2 separate regions of the Ovis aries genome follow, and region 1 is linked to region 2. Evidence: chromatin contacts called from public Hi-C data. All regions are on one chromosome and are shown on one strand. The core of a region is the stretch at or near the end of the contact, and the rest is flanking DNA. Distances in the headings are between cores, read along the strand shown. Region 1 has its middle 71 kb from the start of LRPPRC. Region 2 holds the start of PPM1B (protein phosphatase, Mg2+/Mn2+ dependent 1B).

The links. A called contact is a pair of places that touch in the nucleus more often than the background predicts.
Region 1: a contact with region 2 is called in a Hi-C map of hypothalamus, with 3 times the contacts expected there. The contact joins the enhancer-like site here to the promoter of PPM1B in region 2. A contact is called at or near these places in 2 of 16 Hi-C or Micro-C datasets (hypothalamus and liver).

Annotation. Positions count from the first base shown.
Region 1 is chr3:80,231,895-80,235,818 of ARS-UI_Ramb_v3.0, forward strand. No RefSeq gene overlaps it. Among named protein-coding and RNA genes, the nearest start is that of LRPPRC, 71 kb to the right of the region's middle. Within about 2 kb of position 2,632, at least 31 of the 54 cell types and tissues checked have an H3K27ac peak or open chromatin away from gene starts, as enhancers often do. A contact at or near this core is called in hypothalamus and liver, where this site is marked.
Region 2 is chr3:80,152,331-80,155,987 of ARS-UI_Ramb_v3.0, forward strand. PPM1B (protein phosphatase, Mg2+/Mn2+ dependent 1B) reads right to left here and starts at 1,383. Exons shown (of 5, transcript XM_042246234.2): 1 at 963-1,383.

The DNA.
Region 1 (3,924 bases), core at 1,382-3,881, 81 kb after region 2:
AAAGGGACTATTTACAAAGGTGTGGGCAGGATGTAGGGAAACCACAGTGGTAGCGCAAAAAGTAACAGCCACTTGACTACCCCTAGGCCTGAAGTGGGGAGGAGAGGTACCGTCACCAGAAGCTGGAGAAAGTGCCCCCTGTGCTTGGAGCCACCTGACCAGAGCTCTGACCAATCATCGGAGGACACAGCCACATGACCAGAGCTCTGACCAATCATCGGAGGACACAGCCACCTGACTAGAGCTCTGACCAATCATTGGAGGACACAGCCACCTGACTAGAGCTCTGACCAATCATCGGAGGACACAGCCACCTGACCAGAGCTCTGACCAATCATCGGAGGACACAGCCACCTGACCAGAGCTCTGACCAATCATCGGAGGACACAGCCACTGGTGGTGCTTCCCCCTCCCTCTGCTCTCATGCTGGGATACCCACTGGCTCATCCCAACCAGAATCCTAAGGGTAAGGGAGCTAATTGATAGGGTCTGCAGCACCGAGCAGGGTGGAGAACGGTGGAAGGTGACCTAAAAGGGCAAACAAGTTTCTAGCACACTAGGGAGATGGTAGAGAAAATGGATCTGGAGTAATGCTGCCTGGGTTCAAGGGCCAGCTGACTGACTTCATGACTCTGGGCAAATTGTTGCATTGGCCAAAAAGTTCTTTTGGGTTTTCCTGTACCATCTAATGGAAAAACCCAAATGACCTTTTTGGCCAACTCAGTACTTTATCTCTCTATGCATTAGTATCCTCAAGATGTTGTTGTTGTTGTTCAGTTGGTAAGTCAGGTCTGACTCTTTGCAATTCCATGGACTGCAGGTTCCTCTGTCCATGGAATTCTCTGGGCAAGGATACTGGAGTGGCTGGTCATTCCCTTCTCCAAGGGATCTTCCCAAACTAGGGATAGAACGCAAATCTCCTGCATTGCAGGCAGATTCTTTACTGTCTGAGCCACGAGGGAAGCACCACTCTTAAGGAGATGCCAAAGTGGAGGAATGCTTTTCCAAGTCATTTACCTGGCATTCTCCCTTTCTGTTGTTCAGTCTCTTTCAACCCTTCTTTCATTATGTGCTTTCAAAAAGAAAGAAACAAACAAAAACTCCCGATGACTGTAAACTTTACTAGACAAAAGTTTTCTACAGTGGCAGGAACCATATCTTTTCACGTCTTTATAACCTATGTTGCCTGAGTTGTTGACACAGCTCAAGAAACGGTCATTGACTGGAATCGAAGTGTATTTTCCTTCCCTTCCTGCCTTCATGAAAGCCATCTATTTCTCCAGGCCAGCGTGATTACTCTGCTGGATTGCACATTGCTTGAGGGAGAGGGACTTTGCCCTCTCTGGCAGCTGGTTCTTATGTAGCCGCAGCAGGAGCATGTAAAAGGGTCAGATGGGAGGTGGACTGGGAAAAAAAGACACTTAAATTTGGAGGCTCATTTATTTTTAACATTAATCTATAGATTTGCTTTCTTTCCCTTAGCATAAAATGTGTCCACCCTCCTCTTGTAAGGGATTAAGGAATTCTGTTTATTTTACTTCTTAAACAGTCACAAACTCTCAGCTCCTTCCATCCTCTACCCACCAAAGCTGGTAACAAAAGAGCAGAAATCCTAGGGCTTCTGAAGCAAAACCTGCACAGAACTCGGACAGGAGAGTGAGCTAGGCCATTCAGCTCCCCTGTTCTTCACCCTTCCTGACCAGTACCTGGGTAGCAGAATCATAAACAAGGAATAATAAATGGTGCTTTTTATGGGATGAAAAATTTCAGGCTGTGAAATGTGTGATTTATAACGATGAGACATTCAGATGCAATTTCAGGGTGAGGGCCACTGGAGTAGGACCCTCCCAACCCCTCCCTGAGCTTCAAGGCGTCTCCCCACTATGTATCAGGATCCAGACTGCCCAAATCAGCCGTTTTCCTTATTTCTCCAAGTTCCAAAGTCCAAATGCTTTCCTGCTGAGTTATTTTATAAGGAGGAAAGGGAAGTAAAAAGGCAGACTCTGAGGGCTCTCAGCTGGCTCTGGCGATGCCTCGACTCTGTCCCTAGTTAACATCACCCTTGTTCGGCTCCAAAACTACAGTGACCCAGAAACAAGCCCATAGCACAGACCCACGTGCTGCGCTGCTTTCCTATGTTCTAAAGATGAAGTGCCGAGTGTTTACAAATAAATACTCCCCGCAGCAAAAATCTCACTGTCAAGAAGGACATCATCCTTGTCCCTACGCCCACAAGAAGGGCCTTTTGCCAAAACGAATGGGAAATCATTGGCCCAATTAACGTCCTGTGATCTTAGATCTAAAAATGACCGGGAGCCGAGTAAACAAGGTGACGTAAGCTGCTGGGCAGTGAGCGGCTCTCTACTGCCACCTGGAGGACAGCGTCCGAAATGGCGCGGAGGTTCTGAGCTGCGGTGACGAGGTCCTCGGGCGCTGGGGAAGAAACCGAAGAAAAGCCGAGCGAGCAAGGGAGACGCGGGCAGGGGAGGGAAAACACAGAGAGGCCTAAAAAAAGACCGGAAAGAAACTTCTCCGTAACTTCAGGTGAAGGAAAACGAGGTCTGTGTAATCCAGGCCGTAGGACGTTGTGGCGTTGACCCTGCTGGCTTCCTCCTGGGAACATTCCTTTCATAAAAGGACGCAGGCATCATGAACTCGGAAAATTATGGCTAAGAGCTGTTGGGGACAGGATCTCCAACGCTGGAGACCCTTGAAAACACCACCCCCCACACACCACCCCCCCCCCCCACCCCCGCCACACACACCCTCGTTTCTGAAAGGAGAGGCAGAGGCCTGTGCCTTCTGATAACAAAGGGCTGGATTTTCTGGTTTAGTTTGAGCATCACCGCGACTTAAGTGGGGGAGGGATGCAGGAGCAGGGTAACAGTCCTAATTTACTTTCTCTGAGGCTAATGTGAGAATGAGGCTGCCGCGCTTTCACATTATGCAACTCGCATGCTGGGAGATGCCCTAGAAATGTGCTGGGGGCTAGGAGGAGGTCAGCCGTGGCCTTATTATTTGCCTTCTGTGGATGATCCACAAAAGGAAAACGAAGAGTTGGTTGGTTTCAAATTCTTTGTTGAATCTGTTACAACATTGCTTCTGTTTTGTATTTTGCCTTTTCAGCTAGGCAAAGCATGTTGGGATCTTAGCTCCCCTACCAGGGATCGAACCTGCACACCACTGCATTGGGAGGCGAAGTCTTCCTTGGATCGACAGAGAAGTTCCAGGGTTGATTTTTAACTTGATACAAAAACAAAACCAAACCCGCTTTGCTTTTGGCCTACTTGGGTTTTGCTATGCTGTGGGCTTCCTTGGTGGTTCAGCGGTAAAAATTCATTTGCAGTTCCGGAGACGTCAGTTTGATCCCTGGGTGGGGAAGATCCCCTGGAGAAGGAAATGATAACCCACTCCAGTATTCTTGCCTGGTAAATCCCATGGACAGAGGAGCCTGGCAGGTTACAGTCCATGAGGTCGCAAGAGTCAGACACAACTTGGCAACTACACCACCACCACCAAACCACCTCAAATGTGTGTAGAACCAACATACATTTATTTTTCTTGTTCATAGGTCTGCAGGTCAGCCTTGGTCTGATCCCAGGTGGGCTCATCTGGGCTGGCTGAGCTAGGCTGGACTCCAGCCTCAGGGTCTAAGGCAGGTCTGCTCCACTTGATGGAATATCTGGACCCAGGATGAAAGGACAACATCTACTTGAGGCAGGCTCCTCTCCTGGCATAGGGTGGCCAGTTCAGGAGGCCAAGTCAGAACAGACAAACACACTTGCGCCTCTGTGTCCTGCCAGCTAATATTTCACTATAAGGCAAGTCCAACATCACCTGGGGGAGGGGGAGGGGGATAAACTCTGCTCTCGTAAACTGATCCGCACCAGAATTTAACCAGTGAGTCATTGTCTGTTCACTGGA
Region 2 (3,657 bases), core at 133-2,632:
AGTTAGCAGTGCCTTCATCAAAACAGCTTCCTAGTTGTTGTTATGTCTTCTTTCTAAAGTTTCCAAGTTGTTTTTAAGCCAACTTGAATACTGATGAATGTGGGTCGCTATTAAACGCTTAAAATGGGCAAATGTTCTAGAGCTAGTCAATCTGACATTGGAGGTCATGCAACTTGAAAAATGAAATAACTCTTACAACACTCACTGAGCTCTTCATTTTTAAAATAACTTCAGGGCTATTTCCACACTCTGCATTTAATAACACAATTTTTTAAAACGGACAGGCTCAGTTAATCAAAAAACTGATCTGCCGCTTCAAACTGGTGAGTCTATTCTTAATGGGCCTCTGGTGGATTTGGAATACTGACGATAGTAGCTTCACTGTAAAAAGACAGACATCCGAAAAGGACTGCTCGGAAGGGCAAGGAAGGAAGCCCGGAGTCGGCTGAGAAGAGAAAGAGAAACGATTTAAAGTCACTAAGGAAAAAGAAGGTGATGAGACGCAGAAATAGAAGAGCGAGAAAGAAGATTTAACAAGGAAGTGAAGTGGAGCGCAGAGGGCAGAAGCTAATAAGGAAACAAATGGGAAAAGGTAGTGTTTTCATATAGGCATGCACCAGGACGGAACGAGTTAAGGCCTGGAGTAGCCCCAGTGCTTTCAGATGATAGAGATGCTCGCAGAGAACAAGAACAAGCAGTTTACTTTCAGACGTTGAAGCAAACTAAAATTCCCGGCCCCGAGCCTCTCCCAACCTCGGCCGAGCGCGGAGGCGGCGGGGAAGGGGCCTAGCCAGGAGCCAGGCCCGGCGTACCGCTCCTCCGGGCTCCGCGGCCCAAGAAAAGAGGCGAGGATTAGAGGGCAGAGATCCCAGCCGAGGCTCGGCGGCACCCCGAAAACGGTCCGGGGCCTCCGCGGTGCCCGCGAGCCGCTTCCCCTTCGCCGGGTCGCCCAGCGGCCTTACCTGGGGCGAGGGAGGGAGGCGAGGTCTAGGGCGTCCGCTCGCGACCGCCGCAGAGCCCCCCTGCTGCACTCAGCCCAGGCTTCCAACGGAGGCGCGACCCTGCCTCAGCCGCCGCTTCCCGCTCGGGGTCTTGGCCACCGCCTCCGCCGCCTCCGGGGCTGTTTACACCCTCGGGCCCCGCACGCCGCCGCCGCCGCCGCTGCCGCCTTCTTTCCACCCTAGCGCCGCTGCCGATTCGGCCGCCGCCACCTCCTCCGCCGCAGCCTCGTCTCTCTGGAGCATCTTCCAGCCACCTAACCCTGAGAAACAGAGACTCCAGCCGCGCCGGCAGGAAACTCCCCCGCAACTGCTAGGGGGACGAGGCGGTCAGAGCACCGGCGGCTTTTCCGCCATTGAGCAGCAGCCGCTCCGCTCCTTCTGCAACGCCCTCCCCGCACCCTGTCCTTCCCCGCCCCTCGGAGAGCCCCGCCCCCATTCCCACCCATTGGGACGCCACGCGGCCTCTCACTGAAGCCGGTTGGTTGGCCGGCCCGTCAATCACCGCCCTCCCAGTCCGGCAGCCCCAGTAGCTCCGTCCTTAGTTTTCCCCGCCCACAAGGCCCCGCCCTTGGGCTCTTAGTTTCCCATTGGACACAAGTGACCATTTTCAATTGGCAAGGTCAGCTATCCATCAAACACCGCCCACTGAGTGAGACCCAACCCATCATTACCCTTTACTTCATTCAGCCCCGCCTCTGCTATGCCGCGCAGATATCAGGGACCAACCCACCCTAACAGACATAAGTAGAGACCGTCGTCAATCAAGTAACGCCCACCTGCGCTCTGCCTCTCAGAGCCCAGACCCTAGCGATTCTCTTTTGTTATTGGTCCAAATGGTGGCCCGAACTTTCAATCATTGGCTTTCTTTACATGTCTGTCACGGAACCAATTTCCAAGTCCGTCACACCGGCTTTTTTTAAATAAACGCGCAAAAGGCGGGGAAGTATTCGAAAAGCGATTGGCTAGTCCTCCAAAACGGTCAAACCTAGAGAGTCTGTGAGGAGCCTTTTCGTTCTGTGAAGACCGTGCCCCTTTATTTTTGACCTCTAAGCCTTGCGTAAAACCAAACGCCATAAAGGAGCCAATGGGCTGTCCAATTATAGGTGTGGAGGCCTAGTCCCACCCGGAATTGCAGGGGGTTCGCTGCTGATTGGCAAACAAAGTCCTACTAGGCCCTCATTGGAAGATATAAACGCCTCTCTTAGACGTAGAGACGAGAAGGATGGCGCAGGCGAGGGCAAGAAGCGATCCAAGGAGAGGCGGTTGTTTTGCTTTAGCCAGCGGGTGGGGCGCACGCGGGAGAGGGAAACTCAGAAGGCAGGGCTCTGGGGGAGGTGGTGCGGGGAGGAGAAAGGCCCGGATGTTCCCTAACAATGAAATCATCGCCGACCAATCAGAGCAGCTGCACTGGACTACCTGCCTGACCTGTCCCCGTAAGGGAAGAAAAGGAGTTAGAGAGCGGGAAATTGGGGTGTGTGGAGAGGCCAAAAAGCGATGTAAGAAAATAAGACAGGTGATTCCTTCGGAAGGATTCTGTGCTGTTGCTGCTGCTGGTGCTAAGTCGCTTCAGTCGTGTACGACTCTGTGCGACCCCATTGACGGCAGCCCACCAGGCTCCCGCGTCCCTGGGATTCTCCAGGCAAGAACACTGGAGTGGGGTTGCCATTTCCTTCTACAATGCGTAAAAGTGAAATCGCTCAGTCGTGTCCGACTCTTAGCGACCCCATGGACTGCAGCCTACTTGGCTCTTCCGTCCATGGGATTTTTCAGGCAAGAGTACTGGAGTGGGGTGCCGTCGCCTTCTCCCTCTGTGCTGTTAGGGGTTATTTTTATTTCTTCTAGGCCCGCACTACCTGGCATTCAGCCCTTAGCATTTCCGTGTTTTGTTTCTTAGTCAACATTGATTTTAGAAACTCTTGGCCTAGGCTTTGACATTCGTTCGCTCCACGGTTATTGAACGCCTGCTATTTGTCAGGCCCTGTACGTAGAGCTGAAGTACAAAAATAAATTATAAGATGATGCTTGCTGTAACTGAAACATGATAGAGACGGTGATGACCCAAAGGATCTTTCCTGTAAATTTACAGAGGAAGGCTTAATGCAGGATTAATCTAGAATAAATGATTCAATAAGAGGATGAAAGAAGTGGACATAATTCTTCCAGCAACTGAATTAGACTAAAAGGTGCATTCATGCATGCTAAGTCACTTCACTAGTGTCTGACTCTTTATGACACTATGAACCATAGCCCACCCAGGCTCCTCTGTCCATGGGATTCTCCAGGTCCCTTCCCCGCCTGTCTATGGGATTCTGTCCATGGGATTCTCTGCTCCTTCCCCACCCCCAACAAAAAGAAAATTAAAATGTAATGAAATTTTTCATTTTTTCCAATGAAAATGCCCTGAAAGAGAATTTAACCTTTGTTCATACTTTGGTGTAAATTGGTTTGGGCGGACAGTTAAGCTAAGACCCAAAACAATGTTACTCAACTTAGGTGCTGTCAGTGTTTTGGGGAGAAGGGCAGATTTAAAAATAGGGTGATTGTCCTGGCCTTTGTGAGGATAGCAGAAATAAAGGCTTGACTGCCATTCAGATTTCTTAATCTACTCAAGTTTGTGTAAGGATAGTGTTTCTTACAGCATGATGGCTAGACCACC